Linked DNA regions of Rattus norvegicus: region 1 is linked to region 2. A link is a contact called in public Hi-C data. All regions are on one chromosome and are shown on one strand. The core of a region is the stretch at or near the end of the contact, and the rest is flanking DNA. Distances in the headings are between cores, read along the strand shown. Region 1 has its middle 36 kb from the start of B4galt5. Region 2 overlaps B4galt5 (beta-1,4-galactosyltransferase 5).

Region 1 (5,089 bases), core at 1,671-4,170, 50 kb after region 2:
TAGTTCTGGGATTAGCCTGTCCTACATGTCTCAAAAAAAAAACATTAAAATTGAAAATTTTAATGTGTATGGGTGTTCTGCCTACCTGGTTGTCTGCACCGTGCAAGTGCATACCTAGTGCAGAGGCCAGAAGAGAGCAATGGATCTCCTAGACTCAAAGTTCCAAGTGGCTGTAAGCTGCCGGGTATCTGCTGGGAATTGAACTCAGGTCCTCTGGAACAACCAGTGCTCTTAACTGATGAGCCATCCTGAAACTCACTTATGTAGACCAAGCTGGCCTCAAACTCACTGAGATCCTCTTGCTTCTGCCTCCGGAGTACTGAGATTAGAGGTGTGCACCATGAAGCACAGTTTCAGTTCATTCCTTATAACCATCTCAAATAAGGGTTTTATACCCTAGGGAACACAAACCCTTACATTCTCTAGACTGCCTCAACCTTCAGGATAGACTTACCACAGCACAGTGGAAAGCTAGACATTTGAAAAATTAAGTTCCTTAACAAGAAAGGCATGGAAGAGGCTGGTGAGTTGGCTCAGCAAAGAACACCTGCTGCTCTTGGGGGAAACCAGGTTCGGTTCCTATCACCAACAGGGTGGCTGCTAAATATGTGTAACTGCAGTTCCAGAGGATCCAGTGTCCTCTGCATTGCATGCATGTGGCACATAGCTACACACACACCCATGCACGACAGACATATATGCACGCACATCATCCATACACATAAAGTACAACATATCTTTTTAAAAGGCAGTATAAATGAAACAGTCAAATAGCTAAGTGTAAGTGCAGTGATGCAAACTATAAAATGTCTTCTCTTTACCACTCCCCTCCACCCTCTTTTCTTGTTTGCAGTGCTAGGAATCAAACCCAGAACCTTGTAGAACGCTAGGTACCACTCTCCCACCCAGCTACATCCCAGCCCTGCTGGTCCTATTCTTGACCAACAGACTTTGAATGGCAATGGATCTGTTCTCTCAAACACTTCTAAAGTCACTAATGAAATCCCAAAAGAGTTGAGTCTTGCAGTGACACAGGGTTTAGGATGCTAAGCCTGGTGGTGGCACACACAGGAGCTCCACTGACCTACAATCTACTGCAGAGAAATCTAAGTTAAGTTTCATTTCTGTTGGAGAGCCTGGCTTCTATTCTTTCTCATCAAAAACAGCTGATCACCATGGAGATGCAGGACATACACAGACCCAGACCAGAAACACCTGTCACTTTCACAAAAGGACAAAAAATAGAGGGTCTGGCTGGAAGATGCCTGTAAGTTTAAACCCATCACTCCACACCCATTTTATGAGAATCTAATATCCTGTTTGCTAATGAGCTCTCTTCTCAATTAATTCCACTAATTAGTTATCTATTCTTGTTCAGCCAAAATGCCTGCCCTTCTACTTGGCAAGCCTAACAAGCCACAGTAATTATACATCCCTAGTGGGACGCCACTCACCCAGTCAGTTAGGACAATCTCAAGTTAGCTTTTTCGTCTTCAGAGGTCAGGCTGGCAGCATGAACACCAACTTTCAACCATCAAGTGAAAGCAGGGGAGAACCTCCCACTCTCTGGAAATTTCTCTGCCAGTTCCGAGTTGCCAGGTCAACAGAGAACAGCAGCATTTACTACTACCGATCTCAAAGGCACTTCCCCTCAGCGGCACCCATCCCAACCATCCAGAATTCTCGCCCTCGGCCCCACCCCCAACAGCATCTTCTCATTTTTCACCATGGGCCGAAGTTTTCTCTAGCACTCCAAGACTATATTAAAGCAGGCAAGTCAGTCGCATTTCTTAAACCTATCCCCTTCTGTCCCCCAAACTACCTGTAACAGCAGATATTTATTTATGTATTTATTTTGAAGACTTGGGGCGTCCGCTATAGCGATAAAAGCTTAAAGGGCATTTATGGCCCTCCGTCCCTTATAGGCTGGGATTCGTGCCCCCATTTCACAGGAGAGAAGCTGAGGGCCCAAGGTCATACAGGACATCCGACCTCAGTGTCCTCTGCCTTTAACCCTCACGCTGCCTTTGCCTTCCCATCAGCGTCCAGTCTGTTCCGGGAAGGGCTCGTTTTCGCCCCAGGCGGTCTCCCCCTCTAAAGGGCGGGCCTTGGAGAGCTGCTACCCATCCGTTTCTTCTCTGAGCGCCCCCTCCCTTCCACCTGGCACCGCTTCCCCAAGGCCCCTGTCACAGCACCTCCTCCAAAGCCAATTCAAACTTCCCATCGGTCCCCAGAGCAGGTCGGGTCCGCTATGAGGAGCCGCGGGCGAGCGGCGGGCTCCGGGGAGGAGGAGGGGGAGGGGAAAGGGACGCGCAGCCCGCAGCACCGCCGGGTCTGGGCAGCCAACGCGCGGCCGCGGGGGGCGCGGGCGGCTGCGTCAGGGAGGAGGCCGCGCGTGCGGGCGGGCTGCGGGGTGGCGCGGCAGGAAACGGCGAGTCACGGAGCGCGGGGCCGGCCGGGGCGGCGGCGCGGGCCGCGGCGGGAAGGGGCGTGGGGTGGCCGCGGGGTCGCCTTCCTACCTATGCCGGGCGCCACATAGACGAAGTAGAGCAGCGAGGACGACAGCGAGAAGAAGAAGAGCGCGGCGAGCAGGGAGCGGCGCGGCAGCCGCAGCAGCCCCCGGCGGGCGCGCATGCTGAGCCGGCGGCCGCTCGAGGGCCGACCCGGGCCCCGCTCCCGCCGCTCCGGTTCGCCGCCTGGGCCTCGGTCGCCGCCTTCCGGGCTTCGCGCGCCGCCGCCTCGCCGCTTTCAGCCGCCGGCCGCCGCGGGCCGGGCCACATGAGGCGGGAGGGGGCCGGCGACCAGAGGAGCGCAGCGGCGGGGGCGAGGCGGCGGGGCGGGGCCTGGTAAGAGGGCGGGGTGATAGGCGGGGTCTGATGCTGAGGGCGGGGCGAGGGCAAGGCCCGCAGCCTGAGGAGCAGATGGGGGTACCAAACCTAAGGCAGGCCTGATGGGGACCGAAGAGGGGCGGGGCCTAGAGTAGGGGCGGGACGAGGGCGGGGCCTGATGTTAAGGGTGCTGCCGCGAGCCTGAGAAGCACACCGGCCGGGACCGGGCTTGAGATCTGATGGAGAAGGGGATAAGGGCGGGGCCGCGAGCATAACAAGCATTTTGCCCCTGACCAAGCCTGAAACCTGACGGGGAGGAGAGAAGGGCGTGGCCTGAGGCAAGGGGGCGGGAATGGGCAGGGCCTACAGGCTGGGGAAGCACATCTCTGGGGCGGGGCCTGGATATGGGGGCGGGGCGGGGTTCACGCGCGTGCACCCTAGCCGCAAGATCCTCGAGCGGCCGCCGCCCATGCTGGCAGGAAGCGTCTCGCTAGTACTAGTTGGTTCCCGTGCGAGCACCCCACGCGGCGGGGGTCGAGGGCGGCGGACAATGTGTGAGTAGCCAGTTAGCGGGCCGCTTCAGGAGAGTAGGGATGCAGAGGCCCAGGCACTCGTGTTCGCCCTCATTCGTCCATTCCAGTCACCATTTAGGATAAATTGGCAGTTACGGATCCTGGGGCTGGGGATGCTCCACGGAGCAAAGGTTCCTCTGGGAACCTGCATTCATGTGGATAAGAGAAAAAAGTCAATAATAACAGATGATGATGAGAGATATGAAAACAACTGAACATGAAAATGTTTTTAATGCATTCTGCTCTGGTGTAGGGTGGGGGCATGAAGGGGGACTCCGTAGGTGGCATGAACACAAAAGGGTGAGAAAGTGCAAACTGGAAAAAGAGAAGCCCCACTAAGGGGAACAACAAATGCAAAAGCCCAAAGGAAGAAGGGGCTTGATCTGCCTTCAATGAATCCAAGGCCAGCATGGATAAAATCCCAGGAAGGAAAGAGAGATCCAAACGAGGTCACATCCTACTGGACAGAACATTAGTGGCAACTGTCGAGATGGGGCTTCTCAGCCAATAACAGCCTAAGTCCTGAGGTAGTGACTCCCCCACTGTGCCCTTTAACCCTATGGCACAGATGAGAGAACAAGTTTCTGGAAAGACTAAATTGTGAAGTAAGGGCTCAAATTGAAAGTGGCCTGCCACCCAGGCTTGACCACTAACGCCATTTACATTTCTCATTCTGCACTGTCGTGTGTGTTTCTGAGCCCTGACTTTCCCTTCTTCTCTAAAGCCACCCTTGGGTTATGTGTTCCTTTTGGTTTCCCAGATCAGAGCTCCACAAGGACAGGGATTTTGTTTTCTTTCCTGCTGCATCTGTCCCCAGAGCTCAGTGCCCAGTCCCCAGAAGAGCAGCAGAGGGATGCGGAGTACCCGCTAACACCAGAGGAAACAGATGGCTAGTTCCAAAAGTCCCAGAGCAGGCTCCACAGGAAAGTAAGTGAGCTTGGGGCAGGATTCCTCAGAGGGAAGGCATCCATGCCTGGCCTTGGATTCACTGAAGGCAGATCAAGCCCCTTCTTTGGACTTTTTCAGCCAACCTCCACGCTTGCACACCAATATATTCAAGATAAGTAAAATAGATATTATAGAAAATGTTTAAAAGAAAAAGAGCATAGGAAGTCAAGGTGGGTTTAGAGGGGATGAGATGGGTCTTTTCAGGCTGAAGCATCCGCCCTAGTAAGCAAAGAAGCATGGCCAGAGGCTCAACAGGACCCTAAAGACTGCTAGTCCCGTTTCTTCCTGTCCTCCTCCTTCATCCTGACCAGTTCTTCCTGCCGTGCCCTTGCCCTGTCCTCTGACCTCTACTCAGTAAACATGAGACTCATGAAAGGTCTTGTTAAGCAGAGGCCCCCTGTTGCTCCTGACTGGGATTCCACGGTGAGGATTGAGGACAGAGTCTCTGTAAAGTGTCCAGCCTGTAATAGGTACTGAAGCAATTCGAATCATTCCTGTTCTTAACACAGTCAATCCACCGACTGCCAGACCCTGTCTCAAAGGAGAATCGCAAGTAACAAGGCTCTTTCCTCAAACTCTCCTGAAGGTTCCCCATGCCTGCCCTGAGGGAACCATTACACAATGCATAAACATGTAGGAATGAGATAGCATCTCTGGGCAGGACTGTCTCGATTCCAATTCCCAGGGGCAGAGAAAAACCAACGCCTTTGTAAAGGTCGCCCAGGTCCTGAGCCGCTGAGT
Region 2 (4,876 bases), core at 366-2,865:
AAAGAGCAAGCTCAGAACAAAGACAGTAATGGTGGCTAAGCCAGTGGCGTCAGTGCCTCGTCGATGGTAGGCACAGTCAGTGTGTGCTCTGCCGCTCTGAGGAAGGAACTCGATGACAGGAGTCCCCATTTTAGCAAAATTAAAGTTTTGCAAATCCCCCCTCCCCAAAGAAAGCCTGTGCGGAGAGAGACCTTGCACACACAGGGCAGTCAGTCAAGGGCAGGTCGGCTTAAGGGTCACTCGTCTGTAGCATGGAGTAATTTCAGCTGCCAAAGTACACCAAGGTCACACTTGATTCTCAATGTCATTTTCTTTAAGCAATGACCTAATGTGTGGTCCAGTGGTGTGGCTCTGACTGTGACATTTCCCACTCGGTATGTGACTGGGCGGACAATGACTGACAGTGCCCACAAGAGTCCACACTAATAACAAACTTGGACATGATTGCAAGGGAACATAAGTGACCCGACTTGAGCAGTAAAAAGACCTTTCTTTGTCCCCAAATCTGCATTTTCCTTCTTAAATCAAGTATCAGCCTTTGGCTTAAAAAGGTGCCCTGTGGCTATTGTGAGGATGCAGGGCTTCAGCCAGGACACATGCTACACACACCACTGTCCCTCCAAGGACACCAAGGCTCTACCACAGCGACAGCATCCCTGACCTTCAGAGTGGAAACAGAAGGATGAGGGGAGAGGGGGCTGGACCCGTGACTCAGTGGCAGAGCTCTTGCCTAGCACATCAGCCATGGGTTTCCTTCCCCGCACTGTAAAACTAACACAGGGGGCAGAGGGTTGAGCCGGGCAGGCGGAACCCAATCTTTATTGCTGTGTGTACCGTAAGACAAAGGCAAGTCAACGCAGCGCCTCGTGCAGCTCCTTGCCCAGTGCAAACAGATGACGTGGTTCACCAGCGCTCTCAAGGGCAGGCACCTGCTCTCTCATACGAGCGGGAAGCGCTCTGCAGCGCCATCTGTTCCCTAGATACCACTCTACTCTACAAAAAGAACAAAAAAAAAGGCCTGGCCAATCACTCCCACAGTCTGTGGGGATCATCTGTCCTCAGAACCAACTGTGTGATGTAAACCCCATCCCCGTGTATCTACACCCCACCCCCACCCATGTAAACCATGAACATCAAGGGTGCTGAAGGCAAAAAGGCGAAGAGCAGAGGCCAGAGGAGAACGCTCCTCGCCACACACAGATCCCTGCTTCAGGGACAGAGGCTGCAGGGAGGCAGACACAGGAAGGAGCTCTGGTTCAGGAAGGAGGTGCCCTTTAGGAGCTGATGTCAGGAAGCAGGGGGACTGCTGGGCCGCCTGTCAAGGATCTGGTGAGAGCTCACCTGGACCCTGGCCGCCATGCACCCCAGTGCCACCTGCTCCCTGGCTGTGCCCTCCCCAACCAATGGCTTCTTAGCACAAGCACAGCAGCTTCCTAGAAACTAAAAAGGGAAACGGAGAAATCACTGAAGCCAGCTGGTCATGCAAGCAGGGCCCAGAGAAACTGTGGCCAAGTTCCAAAGAAAAGAGGGAACAGTCACCCAACAGCCACTCTGCATGTGAGATGTGGAGCTGGAGTGGGCTGCATACACAGCACAGGCTGACTTGGAACTTGTGACATAGCTCACTGGCCTCAGATCTCCTGTTCTCCAGGCCCTGCCAGCCACACTGGAGTGATAAGCCTGTGCCCTGTGCCTCTGCCTCCCCTCCCCCTACACATCCCGGCTGGCTCGGGGTCTGTAAGAGGGGACAGCACTGTGCCCCGAACAGTATTTCCAGCTTAGCTGCTGAGTCTCTAGGAGGAAGACCCTATAGAGGGGGAAGGAGGAAGGAAGGGAGGGGAGAGGCAGGAAAGGAGGGGCAGGGCAGACAAGAGGGGCTGTAAGGACCGGACTGCATTCATTTCCTTCCTAGATGACTGGGACTTGGGAGATGGCACTCAACTGTGTGGGAACCAAGTTGTGTTTGCCACCCAAGGTGATCTTAATATGTGAAGCTCTCACTTTGAAGTGGAGCCAGCTATAAAATTAAACTTTAAAAAGGCATCTTACATGGCTTATTTACAACTGCACTTCTTCAAGAAGTGACTGGTATGTGTCTATCACCCCAAGTTCCTCCCCTCCGCCCTCAGTCCCCACCTAAAGCAGAAAAATTTCTTTAAAAAGAAAAGAAAAAAAAAAAAACCCTAAACTAAACCAAATGAAAGCCAAAGAGAACTCCAGAGATGCAGAGACCGGCATAGCCGGTCTGCTTCAAGCCAGGGCTGGCTGACCATGGAAGCCTCTGGGCTTGGCCATCCGTCTATCCTAGGGGCGCCTAGCCTGGCCCTGCAATTCTGGAGGTTGCAGCTGAGACAGGACCTGGGTGGACGGAAGAGAGCAGCAGGGCAGACATCTGTCTTGTGGAATAGAAGCCAGTGCTGATGACAGTGTCCTCAAGTCTCCTGTCCCTGTTGGGCCCTGCAGCGAAGGCCTTTGTGCATGTGCTCTGTGACAGTTTTCTGGAGCCCTGTGGTCCTGTGCTCCACTCTCTTTCTGTCCTCCTGTGTTGACCCCACGATGGCGCATCACAGCCTGTCCGAGGGGTGGGTAGGTGGGTGTGGTTTCTCCTCGAGTCTCAGTACTCAGTCACCTGAGCCAGCTCGGGTGTCAAGTTGACAGTTATGTTTTTATACAAGGCGTCGTACGTGACGTTAGCAGAGTAGCTCAGATTGTTGAGACCGTCCAGTCCTTGCCGCTCCTTTGACTTCCTCAGCAGAGCGTACCTGGGAAGCCGAGGACAGAGGGGGACGAGAGCTGATATCCCAGCTTCACAAGCCAAGGGCAGCTGCCTGGGCCAGCCTCACAGCAGCTCATCTAATGCCTCTTAGGCCCAAGGAAATGGAGGCCCCAGAGTCTAATCCAAGGTCAGAACTGGGAAGCTCAGGAAAGAGATTTTCAGAGGAGCGGACAAAAAGTAGTCAGGCTTAGAGCCCTACCACCCCCTGGTAGACACCTTCACAGCTCGGGTGTTAGCAGAGGTGACCCAACTCCCTGCCTGCAGAGGAGATCCGAGGATCTAAGGCTCACCAATGGTCACCTAAAATGTCGACCTTGGTTAATCAGAAGAGATGCACACCCATGATGCCCACCCACACACAGGCACAGGGGTGTACAGCCAGTGATCCCAGCACTGAGGGGGTCGAAGGCAGGAGGACAGTGCTGGAGGCCAGGCCGAGGCACAGAGACAAACTCAACAGAACAGGCCTGGCTAAGGAAGGTGAGGGAAGAAAGTGGCTGAAAGCCACCCTGAGGACCAGAACACAGTACCAACCTGCCAAGAAACTGGACCTCTCCTCGATGGTGGTGAGGAATGGACTTGTATTTTCCTGTGTCCCCTTCTGGCCGGCTCACAGAATAGCCTGCATTTTGTACCCTGTCCAAAACCAAAGGAGTAACAGTGAGACGCTAGAGAGACTAGTAAACTTTACAACACCTCATGACCTCACCAGCAGCAATGTCCAAGCACTTCTCACTCAGCTAACTGATCTGATGGTCACTCAGCAGCCAACTTTTCGTGTGTGTGTGTGTGTGTGTGTGTGTGTGTGTGTGTGTGTGTGTGTGTGCGCGCGCGCATGTGTGTGCATGCACATGCACTTGTGTGCTTGTGAAGGTAAGAAGACAACCTTGCATGTTGCATGTCTCTTCAGGCACCATGTGACTTTCCTTTTTGGAGACCAGGCCCCTCGCTGGCCTAGAGCTCATCACACAGGTGGACAGCCAGGGGATTTGAGGCCTCCACTTCCCATGGCTGGGATTATGGTGGTGCTACTGAGACCAACAACCTTTTTGAGACAGGGTCTTCTGTGTAGCTGACTCCCTATATAGATCTGTCTGACCTGGAACTCACAGAGATTCTCCTGCCAAGGGCGGGGATTAACAGCATATGCGACTGTGGTGGTTTCCTGACAAATGTACCCTGTAGGCTTCAGTATTTGAACCCTTGGTCCCCAGACAGCAGTGCTGTTTGGGGAAGGTTAAAAGATGTGGCCTTGCTGGAAGAAGCCAGTCACTGGAAGCAGGCACTGAGAGTTCACAGCCATTTCCAGTTTGCTCTCGCCACTTCATGCCTGAGGTTGAAGACTTGTGCTCCCAGCAGCCTGTCCCAGCTACATGCCCGCTGCCTCTCTGCCATGACGACTCTACTCCTCTGCAGCCTGAGCCCAGATACACCCACTCTTCTCTAGGTCGCCTTGGTCCTAGTGTAAAGTAACTGGTACAGCCACCACTCTCATGGCTTCAGAGACCAAGGTCAGAGCTTTGACAAGGAACTATCCCCTGGCTTTCCCTGTTTTTAAGAGAGTGAGAGGGAGGGTGGGAGGGAGGGAGAAAGAAGAGTCAGGACTAGTGCTTGCTAGAAAACATTCCATTCCTGAGCCACACCCCAGTACCTGCCACGTTGTGTTTTTCGACTGTGTAGTCACACTAAATATTTAATCAATCTGGAGAAATGCTTGCCAGTGGGAACAAAGGATGGCGTACTCCCGACTGCTCACCAGCAGGTTAACTAGCATTTCTGTCTGAGGGGGCTGGGAAGATAGCTCAGGTGATAAAAGTGCCAATCTTGCGAGACTGAGGCCTTAAGTTGGGATCTCCAAGAAGCCATGTAAACGCTGGCCCAGTGCTATGTGTCTATACCCCCAGCACTGGGCAGGGGAGAGAGGGAGGGGCAGCTCGCCCCTGGAGTTCAGTGCTAGCCAGCCTGGCTGAGTCAGTGAGCTCCAGGTTCACTGAAAGATCCCCACACTGCAGGGACACGCCTGTGAGCAGGTCACCAGGCGGCCCACCTTCACCTTGGGGGTGGGAGGGTGTTCCACCGACATGGCCACTTGGTGCAGAG

The links. A called contact is a pair of places that touch in the nucleus more often than the background predicts.
Region 1: a Hi-C map of prefrontal cortex shows a contact between it and region 2, with 2.1 times the contacts expected there. The contact joins two enhancer-like sites. A contact is called at or near these places in 10 of 12 Hi-C or Micro-C datasets (the A7r5 cell line, the Rat2 cell line, Schwann cells and 6 more).

Annotation. Positions count from the first base shown.
Region 1 is chr3:176,486,146-176,491,234 of GRCr8, forward strand. No RefSeq gene overlaps it. Among named protein-coding and RNA genes, the nearest start is that of B4galt5, 36 kb to the left of the region's middle. Within about 2 kb of position 2,921, at least 86 of the 93 cell types and tissues checked have an H3K27ac peak or open chromatin away from gene starts, as enhancers often do. A contact at or near this core is called in prefrontal cortex, where this site is marked.
Region 2 is chr3:176,437,241-176,442,116 of GRCr8, forward strand. It overlaps B4galt5 (beta-1,4-galactosyltransferase 5), which reads right to left. Exons shown (of 5, transcript NM_001108608.1): 5 at 1-1,249. The coding sequence ends at 1,210. Among named protein-coding and RNA genes, the nearest start is that of B4galt5, 13 kb to the right of the region's middle. Within about 2 kb of position 1,616, at least 38 of the 93 cell types and tissues checked have an H3K27ac peak or open chromatin away from gene starts, as enhancers often do. A contact at or near this core is called in prefrontal cortex, where this site is marked.